Regions from separate parts of the Sus scrofa genome. Here region 1 is linked to region 2. The links are chromatin contacts, called in public Hi-C maps. All regions are on one chromosome and are shown on one strand. Each heading gives the region's core, a stretch centred on a gene start, on an enhancer-like site or on the middle of the called end of the contact. The rest is flanking DNA. Distances are from core to core; before and after follow the strand shown. Region 1 has its middle 180 kb from the start of ADAMTS20. Region 2 holds the start of GXYLT1 (glucoside xylosyltransferase 1).

Region 1 (6,283 bases), core at 2,414-4,913, 1.1 Mb after region 2:
AGTCCATCAGGTCAAAACTATCTCCGTAATAATACTAAGATATTAATAACCATTGTTACTCTCATTGTCTCACAAGTCTACTATGGAGTTCCCCATGATGTGTGACATCACAGAAGATTGAATCCACAAGCAGGTATAATAATTTAAGTGTCCTCTCTTAGGCCAGATATTAAGGAGATTTATAAAACATAAACACATGGCATTTTTTTTTTCTTTTTAGTGTTGCATCTGGGGCATATGGAAGTTCCCGGGCTAGGGGTCAAATCAGAGCTACAGCTGCTGACCTATGCCACAGCCACAGCAACTGTGTCTGAGACCTACACCACAGCTCACCAGAATGCCAAATCCTTAACCTGCTTAGTGAGGCTAGGAATCGAACCCACAACCTCATGGATACTAGTCGGGTTCTTAACCTGCTGAGCCACAGTGGGAACTCCATACATGGCATTTTTATCAATAACTGTATTTTGTTTTGGAGAACATAATGTTTTAATAAAAATTCGTAATTTACATTAACAAGCAATGGTTTGTTATTTTATAATAATTAGCAAATATTTTTTAAATTTCCCAGTTTTATTTCTGATATACATGTATATATCAATCTTAGTAGATATAACTCACCTGAAAAAAAGCACTTTGGAGTCTTCATCAATTTTTAAGAGTTTAAAAAGATCCTGAAACCAAAAGGTTTGATAACCATTGATCTAACAGTAACTTTCTCTTGATACCGACTCCATCATGGATGTCCTCTAAAAGACACATCCAGCCTTTTTGTAAATGTGGGGAAATCTGATTCAGTTACCAAAATAAAAGGACGTCATTTTTAAAAACTACTTTAAGAGTTCCCTGGTGGCTTAGCAGGTTAAAGATCTGGAGTTTTCATTGCTGTGGCTTGGGTTGCTGCTGTGGCAGTGGTCCAGTCCCTGGCCCTGGAACTTATTCATGCCATGGGTTCAACCAAAAAAAAAAAAAAAACATAATGCCATTTGCAGCAGTATGGACAGACCTAGAGATTGTCATACTTCACTTACAGAGATTATCACACTAAGTGAAATAAATCAGACAGAGAAAGACAAATATCACATGAGATCACGAATATGTGGAATCAAATAAAAAATGATGCAAAAGAATTTATTCACAAAACAGAAGCCAACTCATAAATTTTGAAATCAAACTTACAGTTATCAAAGGGTTTCATTGTAGGGAGGGATAGATTGGGAGGATGGGATTGGCATATAAACACTATACAAAATTGGTCAGTAACCAGGACCTACGATATAGCTCAGGGAAATCTATTTAATACGCTGTGAAAGCCTATATGGGGAAAGAATCTAGAAAAGAATAGACATGTATGTATATGCATGGGTGATTCACTTTGCTGTACACCTGAAATTAACACACCATTGTAGGTCACCTATGCTTCCATAAAGTTTATTTTAAATAAATTAAATTAAATTATTTAAATAATTACCTTATATATCCAAAAACATCATTTCAACATGTAATCAGAGTACAATGTATAAGATTTAACAAATTTAAAACAATTTCACATGATATTCCACCACCAATTCTTTTTGAGACTTCCTTCCAGCCATTTTATCAGAGGTGCCAAACCCAAGTTCAGGTCGGTGGGCTTGGGCCAGTGTTTCCCAAGGCCTCCCTGCTTCTTATCACCTGGACAGCAGACTTTGAAGGAAGACTCTTGGGTCTCACCCAGAACTTCCAATTATCTCACGTGGGAGAGCCCATCTTCCTTCTCTCAAGAATGCCACATTGCAGTTCCCGTCGTGGCGCAGCAGAAACCAATCCAACTAGGAACCATGAGGTTGCAGGTTCAATCCCTGGCCTCACTTAGTGGGTTAAGGATCTGGCGTTGCCGTGAGCTGTAGTGTAGGTCGCAGACGCAGCTCAGATCCTGAGTTACTGTGGTTGTGGTGTAGGCTGCCAGTTGTAGCTCCGATTGGACCCCCTAGCCTAGGAACCTCCATATGCTGTGGGCATAGCTCTAAAAAAAAGAAGAAGAAGAAAAAGAATGCCACATTGTTCTTATGCCCACTGCTATTTGTAATTCTTGTTTTTGGATACTTGCGGTGTACTTAAGAGTTTACAAAGAGGCATCAAAAACTGCTGGTTCAAACTCACATGAAGTCAGACATTTCACTCAATGGGAATTTCAGTGGTCACATACATTGCTTTTTCCACTAGAAGGGATCTTGTTGTCAGGCAAAAACTTGAGACTCCTGATGTTTATAGGATTGTCTAGAGAAAAAGAATTACCCATGGGTATTGAGTGAGACCTTAGTTCATTAGACACAACTTTGCCCCCATAGAAGAAGAAACTGTGGATTAAACCTGAGCTTCTGAGACTTTAAGGTATAAGAGAATCACCAGAGATTGCAAAGCCTAAAATATTTACCATCTGATTGTTGATAGAAAAAAACTTGCTGTCTCCTGCTCTAAATCAGTTTTTTTTTTAATAAATTTTAATCTTTCAAGGGATCTTGTTAAAATGCAGATTTGGATTCAGTGGATCTGGAGTCAAGACTCTTGTTTCTAATTAGATCCCAGGAGATCCTGCTGGCCCCCTGGCCACCTGAGTGCATGTTTGAAATACAGAACCTCAGGTCCCACTGAACTGGAAGCTGCATGTCTCCAGGATCCATGGATTAGCCTCATGAACATTAATGAATCCACCAGAAACACTGATTTCAAATATATATATATATATATATATATATATATATATATATAAAACCTTTGACTTCAGACAAAACTGAATCAGAATCCCACTTTCTTATTAGGCACGAGGGTGTCTGCATGCAACTCAAGCTCTCCAAGCCCCCTTTTTTTCCATCTCTAAAGTGGGTACAAAAATATTTGTTCACCCACCTCATCAACTTATGAAAATCAAACATGACAGTGGAAACAATTTATCAATAATGCTAATACATATTGAAGGTTTACTATATGCCAACCATTATGGTGAAAGGTTCAGAGAGGTAAAATAACCTGGAATTCACATTGCAAACTTGAGAAGAGTGGAACTGGTACTCAGTCTTAGCCACACATTTTATAACCATCTAATTGCGCCGCAGTGAGGTGTTTCAGCCCTATTCAAATGGTTCTGTTGGTCGATTTCTATTATTTTTTTGCAATCATATTCCAAAATACATTTTCATACATAAATGAAAGAAATCTACAACCTGGGCCCATGGGGAAAATGCTGAAACCATACGCTTGACCTTGCCAAAAAAGTCCAAAAGGAATGAAGTAAATCAAAATTGTCTTCATCCATATCCTATGTTAGAGCAACTTGGTTTAATTAAGATCAAGCTTCTAGAAATCCAGGAGTGGTCAACTCTTATGATGACTAAATCATATATTGAAGGAGATAGCAGTATTCAAGTACCTCAATTTTATGGTTTCCTGGTCTTTGAAATCACCTTTGAGTATTACTCTCAGGACTGTTTTGGCAGCACAGCCTCCATCTGCTTATAATTTCCCTTGCATTTTCATGTGTGTTTTGTTTTGTTTGTTTGTTCCAGTCCTTGCTGTTTTGCCCAGCAGGAAGTCAAATTGGGTGAATCCTTTCACCAGGCAGTTTCCATCTCTGCAACTCACTTTCATTTTCCCTTCCTGCCCTTAGTAGAGGGTCACCGCCCTGGGAAGCTGTCTTTGGAAGAGCTCTTTATAAAAGAAGCAACAGCATCCTCTACTGACCATGGCGCACAATGTCAAAAGAGCATCAATTCCCGTTAGTTTTTGACTGTGGTTTGGATCATCCTTCTTCAATGCACTGATCAATGCTTTTTATTTCTTTATTTTAGGCTGTTTTGGAATGAAAGTGAAACCTTGCTGTTTAATTATTTAAAACACTTTATCGAAGTGCATTACTGACATAAAGAACTGTACATATTTAATGTATACAACTTGATGATATTGGTGATAAGAATGCATTGCTGAAACCACAAACCGTGCCATAAACATCAGATTCAAAAGTTCTCTTCTGCTCTCTTCATTATTATTATTATTAGTGATAAAATGCTTAACATAAGATCTGCCCTCTTGAACACTGTTAGTAGGAATGTGAATTGGTGTAGCCACTGAGGAAAACAGCATGGAAGTTTCTCAAAAAACTGAAAATAAAATTACCACATGACACAGCACTTTCACTCCTGGGTACATACTCAAAAAGAACAAAAACACTATTTCAAAGAGACACCTGTACCTCAGTGTTGATAGCGGTATTATTTACAATTGTCAACAAGATATGGAAGCAAGCTAAATGTCCATCAGCAGATGAAGGGATAAAGAAGATTGGTATATGTATAAAATGGGATATTACACAGCCATAAAAAAACCCCAAAATTTTGCCATTTGCAGCAACATGGATGGAATTGGAGGGCATTGTGCCAAGTGAAATAAGTCAAACAGAAAAACAAAAACTATATGATATCAGTTACATGTGAAATCTAAAAAATGTAACGTACTAGTGAATATAGCAAAAAAGAAGCAGAGTCAGAGATGGAGAAACTAGTGCTTACCAACAGGGAGAGAGGAGGGCCATATAGAAGTGGAAGAGTGGGAGGTACAAACTATTGGTATGAGGCAGGCTCAAGGATGTGTTGCACAAAATGAGGAACATAGCTGATATTTTTTTTTTTTTGTCTTGCCATTTCTTGGGCCGCTCCCGCGGCATATGGGATGTTCCTAGGCTAGGGGTCTAATCGGAGCTGTAGCCACCAGCCTATGCCAGAGCCACAGCAACGTGGGATCCGAGCCGTGTCTGTGACCTACACCACAGCTCACGGCAACGCCAGATCGTTAACCCACTGAGCAAGGCCAGGGACCGAACCCGCAACCTCATGGTTCCTAGTCGGATTCGTTAACCACTGCGCCACGACGGGAACTCCCCTGATATTTTTTAATAACTGTAAAAGGATAGTAAATTTTAAAAATTGTATAATTTTTTTAATTTTTAAAGAAAAAAGGCCTCTCCACTATCCCTGAGATCCTAGGATTTCAAAGAAGTACACACCCCATCTCTCTACAACACACGCTTGTATTCTTTAAGACTGGTTCACAAAAGTATTATTCATGATCTCATAGGTCATGATAAAAACAGTAGTATCAGCTAACATTTAAGAAACTTCTTGGAGAGAGGATTCTAGGAAAATAGCAGAGCAGGAATCTGCTTCCCTACCTAGAAAATGATGGTACTGGTGGAATCTGTCTGGTATAACCATTTTGGACCTCTGGAAAATATTGAAGCCTTGCAACTTCCAGGGGAAAGCTTAGACAGTAAATTGTGATTCATTTTAGTCAATTTCAGCCTTTGGCTCAACAACAGCTAACCATACCCATTTCCCAGCCCCAAGGCAGACAGCCATGGATATCTTCTTTGAGAAGCTTGCATGTAGCTCAAAGGATCAAGGGTGGGCCATAAGGACTTATCCTGCAAATATCTGGGATCGATGTTCTGTTCATTATGAGCTGCTCTGATCATGAAGGTACAGACATGGAGAATGGCAATAATTTTTGAACACTTACACCCTCACAGTTGCAAGCCCCTGACCTTCAGGCTGAAGAAGCTTCCAGAAGACTTAAAGGGTCAGATCTTTTTTATCGCCTTTATTTTTATCTTTTTCCTCTTTTGGGAGCCAGACATTAAAGACAAAGACATTCAAAAGCAATTGCTTTTGAATTTAAAAAATCACTACAGCCGAAGGCACACCATCAAATTGACCAACATATGGACTGTAGGGGTCCAAGGAGGAGAAGAGAGAAGGGGATAGAGAAATTATATAAAGAAATAATGGTCAGAAACTTCCAAATCTGATGAAAAACATGAACAAAAACGTACAAGAAGCTCAATGGATTGCAAGTAAGATGAGTTAAAAGAGACCCACACTGATGTGCATTTTAATCAAACTGTCCAATGCCAAAAACAGAGAGAATATTGAAAGCACTCAGAGTGAGTCAATTCATCACATTCAAGTGATACTTGATAAGATTTTAAGCAAATTTCTAATCAGAAATTTGGGAATTCAGAAGGCTCTGGGCTAATATATTCAAAGTGCAAAGAGAAAAAAAGCTGTCATCCAAGAATTGTACAAATGGCAAAACTGTCCTTCTAAAGTGAGGCAAATTAAGACATTTTCAGATAAACACAAGCTAAGGGAGTTTGTTACCACTAGATCTGCCCTGCGAAAAACTGCCAAAAGTAGTCCTAAAGGTTGAAATGAAAGAACACTAGCTAGTAACTTAGCCGTAAGAAGAAATA
Region 2 (6,513 bases), core at 2,465-4,964:
TATCCTTATGGACACTATGTCAGGTTCTTAACCCACTGAACCACAACGGGAACTCCACTTAGAAGTTTCTTGATTTCCCACTACCAATATACATTAAATATTGTTGTGCATATATATATATTATATTGCTGTGTTCTAATATGCTACAGGGTCACAATACGATGAAACCTTGATAATCACAGTCAAGATTTATCAGTGAAATGTGGGAATTCAATCACCCTGAGTATCTAAAGTCATAAAATGGTTTAGCTCCTTCTGCAGAAAGTACTGACATCTGGTAATAATGAGTGCTGTAGACTGAGTACTTTAAATGCAGTCTGTCCACACTGAGCAGCTGCAGAGTCTCTCCAGGTGGAAGAGCCACCGCCTAACAAGCATGCCTCAGGCATGTGGTTCTGTCTGCAGTAGGGATGTGCAAGAGATACAGCCAGAGAATCAGAGGTCCCCATACCAGGTAACACTGGCTGTCCATGGGGCATGTGATGCAAGCAATTCCAATGAGTCTTTTCTGGAATTTTCTATTTAAGATTAGAGAAGAAACACCGCAAGGAGCAGAAAGACCCCATGAACAAAGTCTGTCCACAGCAGAACAGTTAAGAGTTCCTGGTCCTTGAGGTCCCAGGAGCTGTCCAGGCATTTTTTTCCCTCAATTTTATTCCTTCTAGCAATTCATATGAGCCTATAAATATCTGTTTAGCTTAAGTCAGTTTTAATGGATTTTCATGATTAACAACTATATGATTAACTACTATAAGTTAATTAAGGTAAATATAATCCACATTTAACAGATGAGAAAAGTGAAACAGAAAAGCAGTCAAGGTTTCACAGCAAACAGAGCCATAATGAGACCACGTGTTTGTCTGACTCTAAGATCTACCCATTTTCTGAATACCAAAATAAGGGATTCAGACAAAATGAACTAATTAATTATAAATTTCACTGAAAAGTTGTTCCCATCATTTCTGTGTTTTTACTTTGAGAACTTGGAAGGACATTTCTAAGTATTTTGTTGTTTCTCTTAAGATTTGACCAACGGAACCTACTGGGTATAATCCTAATCCCACGTTTAAATGAGAGAAATAATAGTTTTAATCTTTGAGGTAAGACTGCTTCCAAAAAAAGTAAGAATGCAGGAGTTCCCCTCGTGGCGCAGTGGTTAACGAATCTGACTAGGAACCATGAGGTTGTGGGTTCGATCCCTGCCCTTGCTCAGTGGGTTAAGGATCTGGCGTTGCCATGAGCTGTGGTATAGGTCGCAGACTCATCTCAGATCCCGTGTTGCTGTGGCTGTGGTGTAGGCTGGTGGCTACAGCTCCAACTAGACTCCTAGCCTGGGACCCTCCATATGCCACAGGTGCGGCCCTAGAAAAGGCAAAATGACAAAAAAAAAAAAAAGAATGCAATGATAATCGAGTCCTACAAAAAAAGGAAGATGTTGCTTGTCTCATAGTCCCATTTTCTACTGATGAAACACTATCTAGACTAGGTTCTTATCCCTGCAGCTTTAGAGGAAGAGCACCTGCAGAGCAATCAAAGGATACATGGTTTTAACCTGGTCCAGTTATGATGCCCTCTGCACCTTGGTCAATGATTTACACACAGGAAAAGAGGCTAAGAATACCTACTCCATCCATACCCCATGGTGGCCAAAAAAGTTGACTAAACTCTATGAGAAATCTAAAAAGAGGTTAAAAATGATAATATCTAAAATGAAAAGAGTCCTGATGTCTTAGGAATTCTGCCGACTTCAATGAATTCATAGGGTAAAAACATGACAGTTCAGCCTTTCCAGGTTGCTCCTCTGCCCAAACTTCTCCTTATACATGCATATATTTTGTAAAGAATGATACACCTTCAATTTTAGCTTAAATGCTGGCCTCATTTAAAACGAGGAGTTATGCTGCTCAGAAGAAAAACAGCTTTCTGGCTGACTGGACTCTGAGACATCAAACTTAAGATTCCAGAAATGGCGCTACAAAATATTTATTAAAACTGAGGTGTTTATTTCCTGAATTTTAAATAATGCAACTTTGTTAAAATTAGCTGGCCAGGCACATATAGCTTATAAAAATTAGTCACAAAATAATATATAAGTATCTAAGGCAGGCACTAAAAGTGAATGTTACCCTATCAAGTCGAAATGAGTCCAATTTCACTCAATGTTTTGATTAAAATGTTGCTTCCTTATAATTCTACCCAATGCAAAAATAGTTCCTTCCCCATAACTTTAAATGCTTCACTCCAGCGTAATAGACCATGACCAGCTTTTCATGAGTTTATCCAGATCTTCAGTTATTGCCTCTCCCAGGACAGATAACTGAGCGTTCACAAACCTGGCTCTGGAAGTAGTTCTGCTTTTATGAACAAAGTCCTGACTGTAATCAAACCCCTGGGTGAAATCATGACAATCCAGCTTTTCCATGGGCTCTGCTCCTCTGTTCAAACGTCCCCTTTCATTTTGGGAATGACCATCAACTCTCAGAAGAATGTTAAACAGCCTACAGCTGACCTGCACTCCTCCAACCAACCCGATACTCTCCAATATCAAAGCAGCTTTTGCCTCTTGTTAAGGGAGCTCTCCCGAGTAAGAGAGGCGCCTCTTTTTCAAGGAAGTGGAAACGCTCAGATTTGGTTAAGCATTCGTAATGCGCTGCATTCTTTTTTTCGCTTAAATCTCACGTTGATTTCAACGCTGGCAGTGATTTGCGTAAATCCACTTAAGTCACTATGCTGCTTTTTAAACTCCGATTCTTAAAGAAAGCCACCTCTATCCCAACTCACAAAGGACGTGAGCTTAAGTATCGCTTATTTTTCTTAACTCGCTATAAGTTTCACAATAGACCGATTGTTTCCTAAAGAAAAATTCACAATCCTTATAAAATGCTCTGTCCAGATTTAACTAACCGGCTAATGAAAAATGTAAGCGTTAACAAGAAAATGAGACGTCCCATTCAGGAGGGGGTGGAAACTGAACTAGGGAGTCAGCCCGATGTTTAAATATCTCAACTTGAACGCCATGGAAACAAGAGGGAATTCCCACTAGCCAAACAGCAAGAGGCTTTTGTAGGACCCTCTAATTTTCAATGACTCCTAAGAAGGTGGGGGGGAGATGCAACTATCATTTAAAAGTTGAAAATTAATTTCTAACTGCTTTGAATAGTGCATAACCAATGGGTAAGAAGACAAACACAAAAAGCGTGGGTGCTTTCAGGCTGGAGTAGCGCCAGGCTCACCCCCAGGGTGAGGGGAAGGAGGGAAACGAGCAAAGGGGGTCAGAGTCGGCAGCAAAGAAGCGGGAGACGCGGGCCCGGTGGCGGGAGGCGCGGGACGGCCCCTCGTGCAGCCCCGGCCAAATCGAGACCCGCGACTCGGCGCCCCTCGCCCCAGCCCCCCGACAGGGAACCGCTCGTACCTGTCCGACCGGCCGGGATGCGCCGCCTGGCCCGCGCTGCCCGCCCCTCTTGCGGCGCCGCGCCCGCCGCCCCCGAGCCAGGAAGCCGCTGCGGCCTGCGGCTTCCCGCCACCGCCGCCCGCACCTTCCTCCAGGGACACGGCGAGCTGGCTGAAGGCGTAGAGGAGCGAGCAGAAGCCGCAGGCCAGGCACAGTACCACGAGGCGCAGGTAGCGCCGCATCCCGTCGGGCCCGCGCCGCCACCTCCGCCGTCGCCGCCGCGCCCGCTCGGGCGAACTGGAGCGGAGGGAGCAGCACCGCGCAGCCGCGGGCGCAACAGTTCCTCCTCCGCTGCGGCCTCGCGCCCTCCCCCTTCCTTCTTCCCTCCCCGCCCACCACCTTAGCGAGCGCGCTAACACCCCGCCCCGGAGCCCCGATACTGCCTCCGCCCCGGGCCCCTCCCCAGAGGGCGGGCGGCCAGACGCGCCGGCGCACTGAAAGCGGAGGGCTGGGGGCGCCGGGTGGCTTGGGGCGCGAGGGTTGCGGCTCGCGCAGGGTCCCGGGGTAGTGCAACCCTCCCGGCGGGCGAGTCCGCGGAACCTTGCGGCTCCCAACTGTGGAGGAGAGGTGCAGCGAAACTAGCAGAGCGTTGGAAGCAGCTGACCCAAATTCTAATTATGGTTCTTCCACATGGTAGCTTGGGATGTTGAGCAACCTCAATTTTCCGAGCATGTTTGATCGTCTCTAAAATGGAGAGGATATCCTCATCTTAGGGTGGTTTTAAAGATTAAAGTGCTTAACGCATGATAAACACCTTGGACTGAGAAGGCTCGTCATTAAGTTTTTTGTTTTTTTGGTCTTTTGGGGGCTATGCCTACGTCATTTGGAGGTTCCCAGGCTAGGGGGTCCAATCGGAGGTACTGCTGCCGGCCCGCGCCGCAGCCACAGCAACGCTGGATCCGAGCCGCCTCTGCAACCTGCACCACAGCTCAGGGCATCACTGGATCCTCAGCCCACTGAGTGATGCCAGGGATCGTACACGCGTCCTCAGGGATGCTAGTTGGGTTCCCTAACCGCTGAGCCACGATGCGAACTCTGCATTAAGCCATTTTTTAAGCTCCATCCTCCACAAGCGTTGTCACCCAACATCTAATTACGTCATGATGTTGAGGATGCGTATCCTGCCACCCATCCATGAGGTCCTCCCTTTTGGATCATCCTTATGACTCATTATTTGCATATCCAAAACAATTAATACTCTCCCTAAAGAGCTTTGTCTTTAGCTTTCCTTTTCTTTTCCCTCTTTCTCAGCCGTATTTCCACTCCATTTATTGAGCATTTATGGAGCATCACTCAGTTCCTTTGGGTACAAAGACGTCTAGAAGGGGCATGGGGTGGGACAGTGGATACTTGTAAATAAGTTCAATGCAACCATAAAGACTTTAGGCTATAAGCCTGTAAAGGTGTGGGCACACACACAAAGGAGGTATCAGTTCTATCTGTGGTCTTGGTCAACAGACATTTCATATAAGTTAAAACCAAATACAGAGACCAGACTTAATTCCCTGAGCAGACAAAACCAAAACAAGCAAAGCAATTGAGCTTATTTTACAGGATAAGCAAGGTCAACTTGACCTGGGTAACTTCTTGCTTATGCATCTGAAAATCATAAGCAGAACTTAAATAGTTCCCCCAAATTGATATGAGGTAACCATGAACTGATTCTCTTTCATTCAAGAAAATTCTAGGGGAGGGATGGGCAAATGGGTGAAGGGGGTCAACTGTATGGGGATGAATGATAACTAGACTCAGGTGGTGATTACTTTGCAGCAGATAGATGTTGGATTATAATGCTGTACACCTGAAACATAGAAGAAAGAATATTAAAAAGAAGAGCAGCTGAATAAAATATCCAATGTTTGAAGTTTAAGCCACAAAAAAATAAAATTTTAATTTTAGAATTTTAACCAATCACTGCAAATAATAAATACTGTCTTCACACTATATAGGCTGCTTTACAATATACCTCTGAGCCTCACCCCATATTTCGGTTTGAGTGCTCCAAGTTTGCTAACTGTCTTTTTGGTGTGTACACAATAAACTTTTACTGATAACTACTTTGGTGATTCATTGCTTTTACCTCTGTTATTTTTATGAACTTTTGACTCTAGCCAAAAGTGGCCCTAGAGTCTTGGGTGGGGTAAGGGAAGTAATTCCAGGCTAAAGAATCAGTGAAACAGGCTCTTGTGTTCAGGAAATAGTGAGACGTTTCATAGGACCAGTTAAGTGAATGCAAGAAAGGAGATAATGAAGAGGAGAGGTTGAAGAGGCCAGATATCTGCATGCTTTGTTCAGTACACCTAAGAGTTTGAACATAATCTGGCAGACAGTGGTGAACCACTGAAAGGTTTTTCAGTTAGGAAGTAACATGATCACATTTGCCCATTTGAGAAACAGATTCTGGCTGCAGTGCGGAGGCTGGGACAGAGGTTGAGATTGGAGCCGAAAGCAGCATTAGTGCCAAAAAGTGAGGGAAAAAAGGTTTCAAACACACACACACACTTCATGGAGAAAAATCATGCTGTTAAACTGTTCAGATTGCAGGTGGAGCTTTGAAGAGTTTGGCCCCGAGAAACAAGGTGGGGAAATGATGTGTAATTTAGCAGTAGTTCCTCATTTGGAATCCCTATACCAAAGAAGTGTTGGCTCTGTGACCATGGGAAAGTCACTAAACAAATTTAAGCCTCTGTTTCTTCCCCTATAAGGATTAAATTTCTTTCTTGACAAAAAGAAAAGAAAGGAAAACCAGCATACTATTAAGATGTGTAAGGAGTGGCTCAGCCAATTAAGGACCCAATGTCCGTCTCTATGAGGATGTGAGTTCGACCCCTGGCCTTGCTCAGTGGGTTATGGATCAGGTGTTGCCAAAACTTTGGCTTAGTTCGTAGCTGCAGCTTCAATTCGACCCCTATCCCAGGAATGTCCATATGCTGTGAGTGCGGCCAAAAAAAAAGTGTGAATAAAAACATACACTTATTCATTCAATAAACATTTATTGAATATATTCTACATGCCAGACAAGGGGCTAGACTGTACCGCCCTCAAAAAGGGAGACAGGCCAG

The links. A called contact is a pair of places that touch in the nucleus more often than the background predicts.
Region 1: a contact with region 2 is called in a Hi-C map of embryonic fibroblasts, with 1.9 times the contacts expected there. The contact joins the enhancer-like site here to the promoter of GXYLT1 in region 2. A contact is called at or near these places in 5 of 47 Hi-C or Micro-C datasets (embryonic fibroblasts, heart right ventricle, mesenteric adipose tissue and 2 more).

Annotation. Positions count from the first base shown.
Region 1 is chr5:74,491,183-74,497,465 of Sscrofa11.1, forward strand. No RefSeq gene overlaps it. Among named protein-coding and RNA genes, the nearest start is that of ADAMTS20, 180 kb to the right of the region's middle. Within about 2 kb of position 3,664, at least 4 of the 83 cell types and tissues checked have an H3K27ac peak or open chromatin away from gene starts, as enhancers often do. A contact at or near this core is called in embryonic fibroblasts, where this site is marked.
Region 2 is chr5:73,404,596-73,411,108 of Sscrofa11.1, forward strand. It overlaps GXYLT1 (glucoside xylosyltransferase 1), which reads right to left and starts at 3,715. Exons shown (of 10, transcript XR_002344161.1): 1 at 3,413-3,715. It overlaps YAF2 (YY1-associated factor 2), which reads right to left. Exons shown (of 7, transcript XR_002344163.1): 7 at 6,434-6,513.